2 separate regions of the Pan troglodytes genome follow, and region 1 is linked to region 2. The links are chromatin contacts, called in public HiChIP or PLAC-seq maps. All regions are on one chromosome and are shown on one strand. The core of a region is the stretch at or near the end of the contact, and the rest is flanking DNA. Distances in the headings are between cores, read along the strand shown.

Region 1 (4,026 bases), core at 768-3,267, 140 kb after region 2:
GCCACCATGCCTGGCTAATTATTTTTTAATTAAAGAAAATGTTTTAGGCCGAGGTGGGTGGATCACGAGGTTAGGAGATCGAGACCATCCTGGCTAACATGGTGAAACCCGGTCTCTACTAAAAATACAAAAAATTAGCCGGGCATGGTGGCAGGCGCCTGTAGTCCCAGCTACTCGGGAGGCTGAGGCAGGAGAACGGCGTGAACCCAGGAGGCAGAGCTTGCAGTGAGCCGAGATCGCGCCACTGCACTCCAGCCTGGGCAACAGAGCGAGACTCTGTCTCAAAAAAAAAAAAAAAAAGAAAAAAAAAATGTTTTTTGCAGAGACAGAGTCTCACTATGTTGCCCAGGCTGGTCTTGAATTCTTGGCCTCAAGCAATCCTCCTGCCTTGGCCTCCCAAAGCGCTGGGATTAATGGCTGTGAGTCACCGGGTCCAACCCCAGTTCCTCTCTTTTTCCTTGTCCCTGTGCATGGTGAGGTTTTGTGTGGCCCTGAGTGGTATCAAGCTGAATAACAAGCAGAGAGGGATGCTCTAAAAGAAAATAATATTTATTCAGGAATAGGCATTGCAATGGGACTACGCATGCCATAGTCAACTATGTGCATATTCAGGGGGGTATAAAGGAAGACAAAGGTTTTTAAAGAAAAAATGAGTCAGATTCCATAATTGTTTTGAGATAATTATCCTTGGCTACAAGGATCAAACGGCAAGGATGGCATCAGTACTAGGTTGGACAGGGAGTTGCTGGGTAGCCGTCCTCACAGACGTATTTTTTTGTGTGTAAGGTTGCGATGGCCTTTGTGCAAGGCTGTGGTTTTTGCAGTCTTTTGTGACAGTTTTTGTCATCAGGCATGGGTGCATGAGAACCCTCCCTCCATGGCCTTTCACCAGCTCCATTTTTCTGATTAAAAAAAAAAATACAAGTGACTCCATTTTGATGCTGACAACTTTTTCAATGGCAATGTGCAACTGTAATAAACTTTTTTCAATCTTTCAGTGACACTGACATCTTCATGTCTCTACTCAGTCATACAATTAAATTAAATAATGTGTACATTTTAAAACAATGACACCTGTTTAATAACAGACACTGTGAACTGGGACCCTCTAGGCTGGCCACTTTTGGTGTTTTATTTGGGCCACAAGTTTTTGAATGCTTTCAATTACCTACAGAAAATTTCAAAAGTGGAAAATTTGCTATAAAAATCTGCCTTTATTGCTTCTCTTGAAAACTGGAAGAACTGGCCACCCAGGTCCCATAACACCTACCTGGCTGAATAGGGTCGGCCCCACTTTTAGCAGAAATAACTTCTGCAGTTTTCAACAGCCCCAGCTCTCCTGGGCGTTGATTTTCCTAGTTGCTTCCTTTAATGCAGACATTTGAGTTTGCAGCCCTAGATTGACAGTGTAGGGGCACTGAATTAGTTAGGGTTCCCACGTACATCGTTTCTTACACTCATTTTCTTCTGCACAGCACTTTTTTTTCCTTTAACCACTCGCAGATGCTAACTCATTCTTCAGGACTCAATTCCAATGTCCAGAAGCTTTTCTCTGAACTCATGATGGACTCCGCGTCCCATTATGTATTCCCACATCGCTCCGTACATCCATCTGTCACATCTCTTGTCACATTAAATTCAGATTAAATGTTTGTAGGATGCTTGAGTTCTTCACAAGTCTCACGTCACTTAGCGACGGTCGGGAAATCCCCAGTGGTAGTTTCGGGAGCCATTCATTCATTTTCTTCATTTCATCATTCTTTCAACAGTCATAACGTAGGTGACGACGACTGACTCATATCTTAAAAGATGTGTGTGTCCCTCGACAAATAACCTGTCTGCCCCTGCCGTTCTGTAGGAGGACGGAGTCCCAGAGAACTACAACTCCCATCAAGCACTTGGGGATCGCCCCGGCTGAGGGAGAGACTATGGCTTAGGAACCACCATTCGCGTGAGGCTCTGCTCCCCGCGCCTGCGCAGAGTGCAGGGCCACGTCGCTTTTGCTGTACCGGGGACCACGCGTCTCATCCATGGCTTCCGCAGACTCGCGCCGGGTGGCAGATGGCGGCGGTGCCGGGGGCACCTTCCAGCCCTACCTAGACTCCTTGCGGCAGGAACTGCAGCAGACGGACCCAACGCTGTTGTCAGTAGTGGTGGCGGTTCTTGCGGTGCTGCTGACGCTAGGTAAAAGGCGGCCGGTGGTTATGGCGGGTTCGGGGCGGGCAGAGGTACGGGCTTTGGCTGCACCGCTGCAGGCCGGGGACGCGGGGCTGAGAGGGCGCCTTGAGGGCATCAGGAGGGTGAGACCCACCCAGTCTACACCCCACCCTCTCGCCTGAAGCAGCGGCAGCAGCTGGGCGTTAAGGGGGATCCCGGGCAACCCCCGGAGTTAACGTCCTGGTCCTTGGGGCGCGGATTGCTCTTCGTCATCTGCCCTGTTAAGCTTGAGCGCGCTGTTCCTCGCCTTCCGCTGTTCTCACTGCAAAGACTCAGGGTCTTGACACCAACTTTCAGCCTCCCGTGTTTGCGTGCGGGCGCTGGGATACCAAGGCAGTGAGATAGCACCTGAGTCCCAGTCAGAGTAAGGACTGCAAAGAAAAGTTGACAGTTGACAGTGCCTGGCTGTCAGTGGATCCCTAACAACAGCAATAGTAACCATTATGATAAAAGTCAGTTCCAGGTGAATGAGGTGTTTCGTCACAGACTTCTGTGAATTTCCCCGCCCCAGCCATGCACATATACTGATTCCCAAGGCGTAATTTTTGTTGTTTTTCTCTGTCTATTCCACAGTCTTCTGGAAGTTAATCCGGAGCAGAAGGAGCAGTCAGAGAGCTGTTCTTCTTGTTGGCCTTTGTGATTCCGGGAAAACGTTGCTCTTTGTCAGGGTAAATGATTTCATTGACACCCCTGTTAAGCTTAATAGAAAATTTTATAGCATCCCAGTATTCCTGTCATCTCACGGTTTATTTTGTAAAAGAAGCTGATGCTGTTAAATTTGGGAGTTAATTCTTGACTTACTTGGGAGAACAAAAAGACTCGTAGAAACCCATAATTGAGAAATATTGATCATTTCTCCTTTTTTTTTCTGTTTACCCTTGCCAGATGCTGATATTTAGTCTTTATCACATTTAAGGGTTTTATTTAATTAGTTTCATTCCAGAATAGCAGAAGGCATAGAAGCTAGTGTCCTACAGTTTATAATTCCTTCGTTAACAAATTCTTAGGAGAGTTTATCAAAGACACTTTTTCACAGGGTGATCCTTCTTTGACATAGTGGGCTAGTTAGGCTTCTTTTTACTAATATTTATTTTTAATACATTTAGTATTTTTAACAGTGTGTTTTAATGTGGTGAATAGGAGAGGTTTTCTGCTTTTTAACTCTTCTTTTTGAGAGTATAAATTATTTCCCTTCCATTAAAGAAATACCTCCATTTTTTTTTTTTTTTTTTTTTTTTTTGAGGGAGTGTCTCACTCCAATGCCCAGGCTGGAGTGCAGTGGCGAGATCTCTGCTCATTGCAGCCTTGACCTCTGGGACTCAGATGATTCTCCCACCTCAGCCTCCGAATAGCTGGGACTACAGTCGTGCAACACTACGCCCGGCTGATTTTTTATATTTTTTGTAGAGATGAGATTTTGCCATGTTGCCCAGGCTTCAAATCATTTTTGATGGTTAAAAATCTTTACAGAAGCTTGGCAAATTTGGCCACTAACTGTCTTTTGAGAATAATGTTGTTTTTATTCCATTGAGGAGTAAAATATGCAATTAATTAGATTTTTTTCTACAGGTAAAAAAAATCAATATCGTCTTTTTCACCTGTCGGAAGCAGCATTCATTTACTTAACCTTACACCTGGGAGACTTAGAATAATATAACTCAATTTAGGTGTGCTATTAAAATGTTGAATATCACCCATCTTGTTTTTTTTTACAGTTGTTAACAGGCCTTTATAGAGACACTCAGACGTCCATTACTGACAGCTGTGCTGTATACAGAGTCAACAATAACAGGGTAAGATGTTTGTGGA
Region 2 (4,013 bases), core at 264-2,763:
AAAATCTGCTACAAATGCTTCTCAAACTTTAATGCACACTGAAGATCTTGTTAGAAATGCAGATTCTAAGTCTGGGTTGGAGGCCAAGATTCTGCATTTCGAAGAAACTTCCAGGCCATGCTGATACTGCTGGGTTCTGTGAGAAGCAAGGATCTACATCACCCCTACTATCATCCAATTATTATACTGTACATAATAAAACATAATTTTTAACAATTAACCAAAAAATTTTCAAGTATGACCAGTACACAACTGACTCAAATTTCTACAGCACGCAAAGGACCACTCTGGCTAGGAGACAAATGAAAGCAACTTAATTTCCAAGAACTGTAGGTCAGCCACATTAAACAGCAATGTGATAATAGACTTCCAGCCCCCCGAAATACATAATGATGTACTTAGATCAATTCAAAAATATGTGATAATGATATATCTGTATTAATGTAGACTAGAAAATTATTATGAAAGTGAAATATCTACTTCTAAGACATAAAGCCCAACAAATCAAAAACACTTAAAAGCAAGAAAATGAATTCACGGTTTTAAGATGTTTTCAACTCTTACCTCGAGAGCTTTAAAAAAACATTTGGAATTGTCTGAAGACTTTAAAAACTTCACAAAAAACGGTTCTTTGTCATTTCTGGACATTTCTGAACTGTCAAAATAAAGGAACCATTAACAAGAACAAAACCACATTAGATATAAAGTTGCATGTTTAACCCACCTATTTTTCTGTGCAGACAAGAATGCCTAAAGACAGACATTCTGGCTCTGCCCGTGAATTCGTCAACGGCATTTGTAAGAAACCCTGGAACTTGGACAAAGCCAAGGTAAAAGATGACAACACCAATCCTTGCAAATCAGACAGCAAAATTAACCCGAATTGAATACACTGAGGAAGGCCCTGCTATGAAGGCTCTAAGCCCTTTAGGCCAATGGACATTCAATTGCACTTGTTTTAAGGATACACAGAGTGTATCTGTCCCTGCGGATACCCACGGCCTGCGAGGTACGTTCATCCCTCAGTAAATAGATTTTAAATATAAACATGGAAGCCAGTTAGCATGGTCTTGGCCCTGCATAAGGCTAGATGCTCCGGTTCCCATCTCCAGGAAAAGGCCTGGCTCTGGGATCACGGAAGCCACGTCCTCTCGGCGTCAAAGGCCCACCCGCCGGCTCCAGGGCCAGTTACCAGGACAGGAAAAGAGGGTCCTGAAGGCCACAGAAGGCATCGCGAACCCCAGTTGGGGCTGGGAAGGAGCTGTGTCCCCACTCCGCGCCTCACTTACCTCGTTGGAGCCTCGGGGTCTCCGGGCGGCGAGTCGGGGGACGCGCTGGCCGCAGGGCGGTGGCTGGGGTCGGGCGCCAGCCCGGCGCACAGCCCCCTCCCCCGACTCGGCGCCGCCCCTACCCGAAAGCAAACGCTGGAGAACCCGGAAATTGCCCAGAACGGGAACCGACTTTCGCGCCAACCGCGCGGCCGCGCTTGCCTTTTCCGGTGGAAGTGACGCCATCGGCAGCTGCAGCAGAAGAGCGGAAATGTCAAAATTGGAGGTGAGCAGTCTGGGGGCGGTGGGGCTTCAGGGAAAGCTTGGGCCGGACCCTTTGGGTTTAGGGCTTTGCTGGTAGGGCCTAGTCTCCGCTGCGAGTAGGCCCAGCGCCGTCGGTTCAAGAGGTAGGACCACAGGCCAGGAATACTCCTTTACTGTTAAAAAAGCCAGGGAAAGAAAGGATTTCCTCAATAGATATTTATTTTACACCTGTCTTATACCAGGCATGCACGGGAAAAGGTATTATCCAAAACAATTCCGTGAGGCAAATAGTGGTAGTTCCATTTTGTAGATGTAAAAACGGAGGAAGTTAAATGATGGGTTCAAGGGCACACGGCTAGTAGGTAGTAGAATTAATACTGCATCCAGGTCTTCTGACTACGGACTGGGTGGTTTCCCTCCAACACAGCAGGAATAGAATCACCGCCTAACACAGCCACAAGATGGCAAGGGAAGAAAGGATGACTTATTACACAGCTAATGCAAAGGGATCTTTGTCAAGATCTTCAATGGTCTCCCCTCCTCCTCCCCTTCAGTGGACATCGCCGTTCTCTTTCTCTGCATCTGCCTCAGTACTGGGGAGATTCTGGGACTGAACCTAAGGTTCAGATGGCAGAGAGCAAAGGGAGAGGGGATAAGATGGGCCTGCCAAACCTTAGTGATAACCAGCGGAAAACTGATTCGTTGTTGCTTCTTTTCATTTTATTCTTTTTTTAAAAATTTTTTTCTTATTTTATAAAATCTAGCCACTATACTAATGAGGATCATTTTATTCTTCACTGCTGAGATTGAGAAAATGACTTTGGATTTACTAATGTAAAAGTATAATACCATGTCCCTTGATTGTTTTTGTTTTTCTTTTCTTTTTAGAGCCTAAAGATAGTAATGAGCAGCTTGAGTCTTAAGTTTTTGAATACACCGATGGAAGGTGACAAAGATTCTTTGCTTGGCCAAACTTTAGTCAGACTCCTCAACCTTCTTGTAGGTTTATCTGTGCATTTCCTTGGAAAATCCAGTTAGAACCCTCTACCCTCAATATCTGATCAGGTTCCTCATCCTCTACCATTCAAGGTGATGTCTGATCACCTTGACCTATTTTCAGCAAGAAACCCCTTTACTCCTGAAGTTCCTTCTTAGTAATTTTTTATCCAGTGACCCCAAGCTTTTGTTCCTTGGCTATAAATTCCCACTTGCCCATGCTGTATTTAGAGTTGAGCCCACTCTCTCTCTCCTAATTCAGAATCCCATTGCCATGGTTGCTATACCTATCCTGATGGTCCTGAATAAAATCTGTCTTACTGTGCTTTAATAAATATCATTAATTTTTTTTTTTTTTTTTTTTTTACCCGAAATGAGTCAGAATCAATTAACACTGGGGCTCAAAGGTAAAGGCCTATTGCTGGGGGAAGGGTGAAGAAAGCCTTAAAAACAAAAAAACAAAAATCACTAGAGGTGGGAAAAAAAAAAAAAAAGAAACCACAGTTAATTGTTAAGGTGCAAATCTGACCTGAATCTGTAATAACAATTAATATTTCTAGGGCACTTTACAGTTAACATGGGACTCCTGCTCACACTATTCCCGTTTACTCTTTTCAGCAACCCTATAATAGATGGGTATCATTGTCTCATGTTATGGAGATGGGGAAGGTGAAGTTTAGGGACTGTGTCACTTGCCCGTGCCTTTCCTGACACACCACACTGCTCCTGGGCACGTGCTGTCTGCCCATCTCCGTGTGAAGTTCCACACCGGGGAGGGAGCCCATTCCTGGCATTTCTGGGCCAAGTAGAGACCTCACAAGAGAAGGAGATTCATAGATGCTGCTAATGAAGATGAAGAAAATGCACCCTTTAGCTTTTACCCAGCCGGAACTTGATACCAGAGGAGTGACCTGTCTTTAGAGTAAGAGTTCACCACTAGGGGGCAAGTTCTCCCATTTTGTGTCTCCAGATAAGCAGAGAGGGTCTGTCTCTAGTACCTACTCCTGGAAAATGGATAAAGCAGTGGTTCTGATGTGTAGTGTCTGGACCAGCAGCATCGGCATCTCCTGGGAATTTTGGGGGAATGAAAATTCCTGGGCTCAACTTCAGACTTAATAAGTCAGGAGCACTTGGGGTAGGGCTAGCAATCTGTGCCCTTCAGGTGATTTTGATACACATTAAAGTTTGCTTGAACAGCAGTCCTTCAGGAAAGGGTGAAATGGTTAGTATCCACTGAGGATTGATTCCAAGGCCCCCTACAGATAACAAAATCTGAAGATGCTCAAGTACCTTATATATAACCTGTGCACATACTCCCATGTACTTTTTTTTTCTTTTTTTTGAGACGGAGTCTCACTGTTGTCCAGGTTGGAGTGCAGTGGCACAATGTCTGCTCACTGCAACCTCCACCCCCGGGGTTCAAGCGATTCTCCTGCCTCAGCCTCCCAAGTAGCTGGGATTACAGGTGTCTGCCATCACACCCGG

Evidence for each region. HiChIP or PLAC-seq counts read pairs in DNA pulled down with a chosen protein or histone mark.
Region 1: a contact with region 2 is called in an H3K4me3 HiChIP or PLAC-seq map of stem cell-derived excitatory neurons, with 6 times the contacts expected there. The contact joins the promoter of SRPRB here to the promoter of TOPBP1 in region 2. A contact is called at or near these places in 1 of 7 Hi-C or Micro-C datasets (stem cell-derived neural progenitor cells) and 1 of 1 datasets of contacts at active chromatin or transcription factors (stem cell-derived excitatory neurons).

Annotation. Positions count from the first base shown.
Region 1 is chr2:137,043,880-137,047,905 of NHGRI_mPanTro3-v2.0_pri, forward strand. SRPRB (SRP receptor subunit beta) reads left to right here and starts at 2,018. Exons shown (of 7, transcript NM_001280220.1): 1 at 2,018-2,184; 2 at 2,791-2,885; 3 at 3,933-4,010. The coding sequence starts at 2,031.
Region 2 is chr2:136,907,937-136,911,949 of NHGRI_mPanTro3-v2.0_pri, forward strand. It overlaps TOPBP1 (DNA topoisomerase II binding protein 1), which reads right to left and starts at 1,514. Exons shown (of 27, transcript XM_063806230.1): 1 at 1,290-1,514. The coding sequence starts at 1,514. It overlaps LOC743715 (serotransferrin), which reads left to right and starts at 1,447. Exons shown (of 8, transcript XR_010155336.1): 1 at 1,447-1,554.